Regions from separate parts of the Gossypium hirsutum genome. Here all the other regions are linked to region 3. A link is a contact called in public Hi-C data. All regions are on one chromosome and are shown on one strand. The core of a region is the stretch at or near the end of the contact, and the rest is flanking DNA. Distances in the headings are between cores, read along the strand shown. Region 1 holds the start of LOC107897682 (geranylgeranyl diphosphate reductase, chloroplastic). Region 2 has its middle 21 kb from the start of LOC107886147. Region 3 holds the start of LOC107948596. Region 4 holds the start of LOC107886143 (malate dehydrogenase, chloroplastic).

Region 1 (2,700 bases), core at 194-2,693, 570 kb after region 3:
AATATAAATTAATGAAAATGATGAATTTAGATAAATTGGTCACATTCACAAATGAATGCGTTTTCTTACTAAGTGTAAAAACGACTTGAGAATTAATTTAAAATTTTTAAATTATAATTGAATTTTGAAAATAGAATTAAATTAATTAGTTCTTATAAATGCATGCATTAAGTATGAAAATTAAATATATTTCCTCATAGATTTTTTTACGATAAAACCGTCATGGTTAGTAGTAATGACTTTAACTGGATTAGAATGAGGTTGAGAAAATTATTTAATTGGAAAACTAATTTAGTTAATTTGATTAATGAAATTAATTAAATAAAATAATATTTATTTTGAGAAATAATAAATAAATATTGGGTTGGATTAAATTATCAAGTGTTAGAGTAGGAGAGTATTTTCTATTAAATAAACATTATTTGTGCTATTTTTATTTAACTAGGATTCTTCTATTTCTCCTTATAAATAAATATTATTTACTACCTTTAGAGGGCTTTCATATTCTGGTGAAAGCACATCTTATAGAACGCGTTTTTGTCCTATCCTAATGCCACGTCACCTGAAAATGTGTCATATAGGTTGCGTTTTTGCCTTTTCTTTCCAAAATCGACTTATTATTCTAATTTTTTTTTATTAAAATGACCTAAATCCCTAATTTTGTTTTAAGTTTAACATATATCCCTAATTTTCCCACGTATGTTTGGCTTCTTAATTTTACAAGATTTACTAAAATCAAATAAATAAGTTTGGAAAAGTGCTTTAATTAAATCTAAATTTAATAATTTTAAAAACAATATAAAACTAAGATACAAACAATTTATTAAATTTTAAAAAATTAATATATTATAATGTATAAAAATATATAAAATAAATAGATTCACATATATTTAAACTGTTTGACAATATATAATTGTAGGTTAATATTTGATATATTCATCATCTATCCTTTTATGTATTGTGGATAAAATGATAACACAACGTTAAAAATTTAAGTGGTCAAATATAATCTTATAACTATTATATTTGTGATTTAAAATTTTAATCGAATTAAATATCGATTGGATCAAAAATCGATTAAGGTATTGATTCGAAAAGTAATTTTAAATAAATTAGATTATGAATTTACACATAACAGTTAAACTTATTAAAAATTCGATTAAATCAACAATTAAATAATTTAAAAAAAAATTAATTGAAAAGCATAAAACTTTAAATCCTATTTAAAAGATAATGATTTTATGATCTGAACCAGAAAAAAATAGAGTGATAAATGCCTACCAAAAATATCTTATGTTATTTTCACACTTTATATTATATTTAAAATAGAGGTGCATGCAGAAAGGTAACGGACGTATTTACCAGAAAAAGAGTGCATGACGTGGCACAAAGCTAACCATAGAATACATCGAATCTCAACTCTCAACTGCAATTTCTGCACAAAACTCGAAATCTATCTCTTAATATCCACAACCCAATCTCCACCGTCTATTTTCCAAATCCAACGGTCACTTCCTTCTCATATCCCCAACCATATCCACCTTTTTATTACAAAAACAAATACACTCCCACTGAAGATTTCATTTCCTCAGTTCTGACATTTCTCAAAAATGAGCTCCATTGCTTTCAAGCCCTTCCACGGCCTCCGCCATAGCTCCGCCGTCCACAGCCCCACTTCCACTACCACCACCCTTTCCAAACCTGCTGTCAAATTCCATGTGTCAGCCGCCAAAACTTCTCCAAAACTAAGCAACCGCAACCTCAGGGTAGCCATCATAGGGGGTGGTCCGGCAGGAGGCTCAGCCGCCGAAACTCTCGCGAAGGCTGGCATAGAAACGTTCCTAATCGAACGAAAACTGGACAACTGCAAACCTTGCGGCGGAGCCATCCCGCTTTGCATGGTGGGTGAATTTGACTTGCCTTTGGATATCATCGACCGGCGAGTCACCAAGATGAAGATGATTTCGCCCTCCAACATTGCCGTCGACATCGGGCAAACGTTGAAACCACATGAATACATTGGGATGGTGAGAAGAGAAGTACTGGACGCTTACTTGAGAGACAGAGCTAAGGAGAATGGAGCTAACGTTATAAATGGGCTGTTCTTAAAGATGGATATGCCTAAACATTGGGAAGAACCCTATGTTTTGCATTACACCGAGTATGATGGGAAGAAAGGAGCTATGGGAGCCAAAGCCACTTTGGAAGTCGATGCTGTGATTGGAGCTGATGGCGCTAACTCTCGTGTTGCTAAAGCCATTAATGCTGGCGATTATGATTACGCCATTGCATTTCAGGTACATGCATATGTAATATATATTGTTCTGAGACAGATTTCAATTTTCTTTTACAAATATTTTTACCCATTTTCGAGTTATTTGTTGTTGATTTGCTTATTTTTCCCGAGAATCCATGTATGAATAAGTAGAAATTAGGATCATAATTGAACACCCTTTCACATATAAGTTGGGGATTTAAACTTGAAATCTAACAGTAGCAAAGGCTTCTCTTTACCATTGGGATGCTTAAGTATGCTTATTAATGTAGTACTATTATTTGATGTTTGTTGGTTGAGTGTTGGTAAAGAGCTCAATGTCCCCTTAAACAAGATCTCAGGTTCTTATTCAATGCATGGTTTAGCTCAAAATATTCATTGTGGGGCTCATCCTTTTTGTGGAAGTGTTTCTTTTCCACTAAATT
Region 2 (2,700 bases), core at 70-2,569, 540 kb after region 3:
CTTTTCGAAAGTTGCATGGCCTAGCACATGGCCTGGCACACGAGCGTGTGGCTTGGTCATATGATCCAAGTCAGTGAGTTACACAGGCACGGACACGAGCTGGGACATGACCGTGTGTCCCTATTTCGAATGTTACACGACTGTGTGACCCCTGCAATGTAAATTTTTCTAATTTTTTCCTAAACTTTCTAAACTTTCTAATTGTTTGGATGAAAAATAATTTGAACAGTTTTAATAATTGAACCTGAATTTCAAAATCTAATAAAGCTAAATTCTTAAAAATAATAATATAATGATTAAATTCTAAATTTACAAAAACTAAGAATACTTATGTCATATTTTTATAGATTTTTATAGTTTATTTGCCTCCGAAATTATTATTATGATAAACTACCCTATTAACCACTTTAAATTTAAGTTATTTCTATTTTTATAATTTAAAAAATTGTTAATTTGGTAACTTTTATTAATTAAATAGATTGATTTAATTAATCCCTCGATAAATTTAATGAAATGTTGTTGTTTCCTATTTATTTATTTTCTCTAACTTTGTTGTTGTTTCCTATTTATTTATTTTCTCTAATTTTTCTTTCTTCCATTTTTTTTTCTTTCTATTCTCCCTCCTCTTCTTTTTCTCATCTTCTTTTCGTTAAACTCATCTCTTCTATTGTATTTGTGATTTATTTTTTTTATTTTTTGCTATGTATCCTCATTTTCCTTGGTTTTTTTTTATGACCTTGTTATTTTTTGTTTATATTTCTTTTGTTCTTTCATTGTCTTTTGTCTATTTATTGCTGCGTATCATCATCATGACTTAATAAATTTTGATTTTGAAATAAATTAAAAGGCTAAAAAGTAAAAAGAAGTTTAGGATCAAAATCTTCAGATATAATTTTTTTTCTTTGTCTAAAAAAATTGAAGCTTTTGAGATAAAGATCAAAGATTTGGTGCATGGTAAAAGATGTCACTAACAAGTTAAAGATCATAGCAAGGATCTTTGTGCTTTCACCTATCTAAATTACATGTGAAAATTTAAGTAAATTTAGGTCTATTTATTTATTTATTGTAGATAGGCCAATTTGCCCGGTCCCTTTTGAAACCCAAAATAAACCAAGAAAAAAGAATAAACAAAACAGTCCATTAATATTCTATTTACAGCCCAATACCTAAGTCCAATTACAGTGACCCAATGCCCAAACTTATACCCTAACCCAATACCCAAACCAATGCCTTGGCCCAACACCAAAATTACACCGGCCCAAATGGCCCAAAGATTTTAGAACAGGAAGAACCCTAGGGTTCTCTCCCTTGCGCCGCAGCAACCTCAACAATCTCTAGCGCCTCCGTACACCTCCACGCCAAATGCCAGCTGGCCCCGTACCCGCACACCTGCAAACAGACAAGGAAACCAACAGCAAGTGCAAACAAGAGAAAAACATTGTATTTTATTTCGAATTCTTCCTCTTTCTTTTCGGCTATAAAAAGCCAGATTTTAATCTTGTAAAGGGAGACATTGACGCGCAAATACACAACAAAAAATGCAAAAATAGAGAATATACACAATAGCAATCAAATACAAAGAAGTTGAATATTCTTCAAAGGTTGTTCCCTGTTTTTATTTTTACGCCTCTATTTTCTTTTTTACTTCAAAATATATCTCAAAAACAAAAAAAGAAAGCGAAAGAGAGGTTTACCCTGCGAGTTGGCCATCGTTTCCCCTTCATTTCGTTGAAATCGGGGTTTAGAAGGGATCCCACGGCCGAAATGGTCGTCCTTTGGAACCCGAGGTTGTTCGTCTCTGCTGATAGTCGCAGATCGGCACTAAAGGGGGAGTTCTAGGATCAGACGAGAGGGAGATAAGAGGGGCTAGGGTTTGGAGGAATGAAAATCTGGCATAAAAAGGGGGTTTTTATGTGTGTAGAAACGACGTCGTTTGAGGCTTACTACCATGGCCTCAAAACGGCGTCGTATAGGCTTATCGACCCGACCCGGTTATTTGCCCCGATGACCCGCGTGTTTTAGCGGTAAGGGATATTTTCCGTATAGGTCCTTCCCCTTTCGCGCGGCATTCGAATCAGCCTATATTCGCAGTTCTTTCTTTCTTTTAAATTTCCCTGTAATTTTGCGTGCGTTTGCACTTTGATCTGAACTTCAGCGTTGTGTTTTGGGGGTCTGGGTTATTTCCAGACTTGGTCCCTGCGCATTCACAGGTGTTGCACGCCGATCCCCTTTGTTATTTTGCCAGTTGATTTTGTTTATAATTTGTCTCTTTTATTTCCGATTTTATTTTAATTAGGTCCTTTGTATTTATTCATTTTATGGCTTATTATCATTTTTAAGACACGTTCAACTTTTTTTTATCCTTGTTTACTTATTATAAGTTATTTAATGGTTTGATTTCTTTCTTTATCACTTTGGTAAATATTTTTTATACGTTATTATACATATATTTATACTTTGTATTAAAGTTGATTTTATTTCACATATATATTTTTATCATCAGCCTTATATTATTTTTATGTATATGATTTCTTAAACTTATCCTTGTATTTTATTATATAGTCCTACATAATATATATATTTAATTATTATATATATTTTTATTGACACCTATGTTTAATCTATATTTATATATATTATTAAATTCATGTATTTTATACACGTAGTTTTCTTTATATCTATGTATGTAAGCACGTTCGT
Region 3 (2,700 bases), core at 172-2,671:
AGATGATTCCAGGAGATAAAACTATGGACAGCAAGTAGGTTGCAGAGAAATACTTACATCTTGCTCATTAATTCCAAATACATCATAATTCCTTTTCCATATGGGATTTGTCAAAAGCTCATAAGCATACCGAATCTGCAACAAGATGATAAACACCATATACTCATGGAATTACTATATAATTTGACCTCAGCATCTTCAATAATGGCCTACGATGTTCATTTAGCTAAGGCTAAATGTGACTTCATCTAATCATGGAGGAGCAATGTTAAAACTACATGCGATTGTTGCTTTTTCTGCTTGCTTTCTGTGTCTTAGAAAAAGTTACTTAAAAACAAATGGTTGAAAATAAATCATAGTTGATGGTAATTGATTAAAATTTACCAAATGGCAAAGAAGCTACATTAATTCTAGCATAATGGTTGTAAACCGATGGAGTACATCCTCTAAATTCTTCAGAAATATTAGTATTTACTCATGTATGATATGCAATTTTTTTTCTTTTGTACTTCCGCAAGCAAAATGCAAGTAGTGAGGCAGCAAAGAAAGTAACGTAACTATTAATAATTCAAAATGCTAGGAGCAATAAATTGCTAAAAAACAGAATTAACTTCTTCTTATTCTTTTTTTTTTTTTGCAGAAACAAAGAAAACAAATAAGTAAATAAAATTGAAGAAAGAAGTTTAACTAACCGACCTTGATAAATTCAGTGGTAGTAGGAATTTCCAGTCCTGAATTCCTGAAACAATACGATTGAAGACATGCGAACAAGAAATGGTAAAGTCCGAAAACCAACAAATTAATCAAAGCCTGGCAATTCGTATATCCGTGTGATATTCATATATTTTGAAACGTCATAATATATTATATTTCATATTTATTTATTTTGAGATAATCAATATGTTAACCTCTTCAATCTTTTCTTTCAATCTAAAAAAAGATTGTAAAAATTTAAGTAGAAAGAAATTGAAGAATTACCATTTGGATTCAAGATTCTCGTACGCCTCTTTCACTTCTTCCATTGAACAATATGTCTTTAATCCCAAAACTACCACTCATTTAATAAGTTAAAAATCACTATACTTCTTAAACCAAAAAATTCCAGCAACAAAGTCCAATATACTGATAAAAATACGAATATATATACACAGTTGGGACTCACCATCGTAATGAGAAGGGGGAAAGGCACGAGGGAGAAGAACGAGCTGATATAACATGGAAAGAGAGAATAGAACCGCAGGCACCGCATAGGCTTTGATTTTCGTCGCAGAATCTCCGGCCATCGCTCGATTTCGCCGATGATTCCTCTGGTTTCTTCAGAGAGAGACTGAGAGATCACTGCCGAGCAAGCGAGTTTTGAATGTTTGAAGTGCCAAAGCGACAAAGGAAAAAAGTGAAGTACAAAAAGCAAATTCTTTTAGTCGTCGATTACAATTATGTAAACTGCAGTATCTAAGCGGCACGTGAAATTAAACGCGTGGCGTAAGATCATTGGCTAGGATAAAGATTCTGATTAAAGCAGATTTCTTATACATTAAACCAAAATAAGTGAACTCTGGTTGGCTCTAATGCAATAGAATTACGAAAGAATAGAGTTATAATTAGTAATTTAGTTGTTTGATTGAATGAAATGGAATAAAATTATAATGATATTTTTATATTTGATTCAATGAAATGATATTGTAATAATATAAGAAAATAGGCAAAAATAACTAGAGTACCTTTAATAGATTTTTTTAAGTACATAATTATCGTTATTAAATTTTATTAAGATTATAATTAAAATAATAAATAATTTAATCATGTTTTAATATAATTATTACTAAATATAATTAAATAAAAATAAAATTATATAATTTAATAACATTCTTAATATAATTTTTAGTAAAATTTTACCTAAAATATGAATTAATACATATTATAACCCTTAAACTAGATAAATTATTATTTATTTATTTTATTGATACATATTTTGCATATCTAAATTAATTATATTTACAAATAAAATAAGAATATTATGGTAAAAATTAATATCAAGAGATATTTTTATAAATTATATTTCAAATATTAATTTGTTGAAAATTTCTTTTGGGTATTTTGTATATGGTACTATATAAAAATTCATGTATTTATATTTAAAAAAATTATTTTTAAAATTGATTTAACACCCACCTAATTATAAAAAATTTAATCTTTTTTTTATTGTCCCTCTCTCTCATCTTCTTCATCTAATCTTTTCTCTTCTCATCTTCTTCATCATCACTCTTAACCACTCATCTTCTTCATCTAATCTTTTCTCTTAACATGAAATGGAATCAATTACTGACAGTCCACCACCGGTGGCGCCATTGTCCACTATTTCACTTGCTCCAAAAGCCACTAATTTAAGCTTATTCTTTTTTTATCTTCTTGCTTTTTCCCTTTATTTATCTGTTATATGTAAGAAAAATGAGTAAGAAAGCTTCCCTCTCCAAATCACATTTTATAGATCTATTATTAAAAAATGGGTTTTAGTTTTAGTTTTTCTGTTATCTTCTAGAAATTGATTGAGAGTTGAAACTATTGAGAAATAAATCTTTATTCTTTCTTGTTATATTCTAGAAATTGATGGAGAGTAGAAGAGAATTTTACAGATCTATTATTAAGAAACGAGTTTTAGTTTTAATTTTTTTTATCTTCTGGAAATTGGTCAAGAGTTGA
Region 4 (2,700 bases), core at 162-2,661, 610 kb after region 3:
CTCTAACTTTGGATTTGTGGTCCCAAAACCACTGTTCTGACTAGGCCCAAAATCGAGCTGTTACAATAACCATTTTATTAATTTTAATATTATTTTAATTACCTTGTTAATGTCAAAAATTAAAATAATATATAAAAAATATTTTTATTAAGTTTTGTCTTCAAATTTTTTGAAATTGAATAGCAAAACACAACAAAAAAAAATAATTTTAGCCAGAAAATTCAATCAAATAAAAGTAAAAAGACAAAAATCAATGTAAAGTAAAAACATAGCGGTAAATTTACTTTTAATTCATACATATCAATGAAAGTAAAATATTACGTCTAAAGTAGTGGCAAATTAACATAATAACCTTTTAAATTATTAAAATATTAATTTTACAAAAAAAATTATGTAAATGTGTAAAATTAACTTATTTTTTACGATGAATCCTCCAAATTTAATATGTTTTACTATATGTTTTCAATAAATAAAAAAGAGGAAACCATAAGAAATTATTATTACAAGTTGTCGAATAAAATGAACAAAATAAAAAGTAACCAAAATATCTAGCAAAAAAGAAAATGCTTTATTAGTAAATTGTTCCCTGAATTATACTTTAATTTTTAGTTAATTATACCAAACATCCCAAGTTATGATTCTTATTTTAAATTAATCCCTAAACTTTAAAACACCCTAATTACTTCCTAAACTATTGATGTTATATTAGTAAGATCCTTTCGTTATTAAAATTGTCATTTTAACCGTTAAATAGACTCATCTGTCATAATTTAAAATAAAAATGAATATTGCAAAAATCTTGGATTTGAGATTTTTAAAATTTTTAAAGAAACTTTTTCCTTCACTCTCTCTTTCTTCAATTTTATTTTATTTTAGTTTTTAATTTTAAAAGTTGTGAGACAATATTTTATTTTTTTAAAAAAATTATTTTAAATTGTCATATAAGATTTAATGTTTTATTTAATGGTTAAATTAGCGATATTAATAATGAAATGACTTGATTGATATAACACCGATAGTTGAGCATGTAATTAGAATGTTTTAAACCTTAGAGATCAATTTAAAATGAGGGTCATAATTTAGGGATGTTTAGTGTAATTAATTCTTAATTTTTACATTAAATTTTAGAAGTTTTTTTCGGTAAATTAATTAGTAGTCATCTAATTATGTTTTTTTTTTGGTTGCTCAAATTATCTTGAGTTTATCGGAGTTTTTGTTTTTATGTTAGTCAAACTAAAAAATATATAAAATTAAATAGTTAAGTAATTATTTTATAATTTTTTATATTTAGGTGATAAAAGAATTTATTAATAATTAGATCATCATTTTATAATTTTTTATAATTTAGTAAAAAAATCATTAATACGTCACCTCTATTATTTATTTATCATTTCTGTGAAAAGGAAAAACAAAATACTTTGATTAAAGAGAAAAAAAAAGGAAAAAAGGAAAGAAAGAGGAATTAAAAAGGGTCGGAAAAGGCAAGCAAATCTTAGCTGTAGAAAGTAGAAACCATCCATTCAACCATCGGCCACAATTTCTTCTTGGCAAGCCAACAAAAACTTGAAATAATCTAAAACAAAATCAAACACTTTTTGGTAGATTCTTTCCAGGTAGCGGCGGTGTATTCGGTACACACTCAAAAATATAATTGTAACTCCAGGCCAGAAAGAGTAGGTGAAAGTCCAAAATTTTGGTGCCTTGTTCGAAGTTTATTGGTCCAGTTTCTCCTATAAATACCAAAAGCCGAATTAAAAAGCCTATTTTTTTTCTTACATATCACTTTGCTTCCCTTAAGTTAAGCGTGCTCTCTCTCCATCTCTCTCTCTCCCCCCCATTTCAGATCTCAAAGGTTTGTTTCCTTTTCTTAACTAGTTTCTGATCTTTATTTCCAGTTGTAATTCTTGAATTCTAAGCTATGGGGTTTGTTTCTTTGTCCAAATATAATTTGGGTTTTGTTTATTAATCCGAACCATTATCTGGGTTTGCTCTGTTTGCTTGTCTCTGATAGTCATTTTATTGCTTTCTTCTAAGATGCAATATTGATTAGATCTATACTATCGGTTTCTTTATTTCATTGACATTTCTTTCATTTTTTCGAGCTTGGAATTTGGAAACATAGTGTTCTGGTTGGGTATCTCTTGAAATGTTGGGCATTGTGTTTCTGGATTTTTCTTATGTTGCCTTGAGTTAAATGTTTGGGAGAAGAGATGAACTCATCTTTTGATGCTTTGGAGGAATTGTTTGAAGATAAACCCGGTTATTATTTTCAATGATTTGTGAAAAGGGGTTCCTGAATATTGAAATTCCTGAAATCAACATTCAATTTGGGGATTATCCATAAGGGATATTTGATGCCGTTCACATGATTATTTATTTCAAGTTTGTGAAACTAATGTTGAGAATGTGATTAATGGAAGGAATATGGTAACTCACACCAAGTTAACCAGATATGGCGTCCAATTTTAAATAGAAGAAACCTGATTTGCCTTTTTGAATAAAATTGTAATTTGTTATTGACTAGACGTGTGCTTTGAAAGAAGTGGGATCTCGGCATTTTTCTATTCGGTTATAGGAGCTAATTTTCTGACCAGGATTTTGTATAATGAATACAAAATTGATACGTTTGGTTTCATAGAATAAGTCCCTTGCTATTGTTTTCTGGCTATGATTGAAAGGATTGATAGATCTATCGGTTCC

What was found. A called contact is a pair of places that touch in the nucleus more often than the background predicts.
Region 1: a Hi-C map of leaf shows a contact between it and region 3, with 1.9 times the contacts expected there. The contact joins the promoter of LOC107897682 here to the promoter of LOC107948596 in region 3. A contact is called at or near these places in 3 of 34 Hi-C or Micro-C datasets (all in leaf).
Region 2: a contact with region 3 is called in a Hi-C map of leaf, with 2.4 times the contacts expected there. The contact joins the enhancer-like site here to the promoter of LOC107948596 in region 3. A contact is called at or near these places in 3 of 34 Hi-C or Micro-C datasets (all in leaf).
Region 4: a contact with region 3 is called in a Hi-C map of leaf, with 1.7 times the contacts expected there. The contact joins the promoter of LOC107886143 here to the promoter of LOC107948596 in region 3. A contact is called at or near these places in 2 of 34 Hi-C or Micro-C datasets (leaf and seedling).

Annotation. Positions count from the first base shown.
Region 1 is chrA03:18,061,463-18,064,162 of Gossypium_hirsutum_v2.1, reverse strand. It overlaps LOC107897682 (geranylgeranyl diphosphate reductase, chloroplastic), which reads left to right and starts at 1,443. Exons shown (of 2, transcript XM_016823212.2): 1 at 1,443-2,297. The coding sequence starts at 1,611.
Region 2 is chrA03:18,082,355-18,085,054 of Gossypium_hirsutum_v2.1, reverse strand. No RefSeq gene overlaps it. Among protein-coding and RNA genes, the nearest start is that of LOC107886147, 21 kb to the left of the region's middle. Within about 2 kb of position 1,319, at least 9 of the 9 cell types and tissues checked have an H3K27ac peak or open chromatin away from gene starts, as enhancers often do. A contact at or near this core is called in leaf, where this site is marked.
Region 3 is chrA03:18,626,980-18,629,679 of Gossypium_hirsutum_v2.1, reverse strand. LOC107948596 reads right to left here and starts at 1,421. Exons shown (of 20, transcript XM_016883210.2): 1 at 1,163-1,421; 2 at 979-1,048; 3 at 697-739; 4 at 58-135. The coding sequence starts at 1,283.
Region 4 is chrA03:18,019,298-18,021,997 of Gossypium_hirsutum_v2.1, reverse strand. It overlaps LOC107886143 (malate dehydrogenase, chloroplastic), which reads left to right and starts at 1,411. Exons shown (of 2, transcript XM_041096753.1): 1 at 1,411-1,852.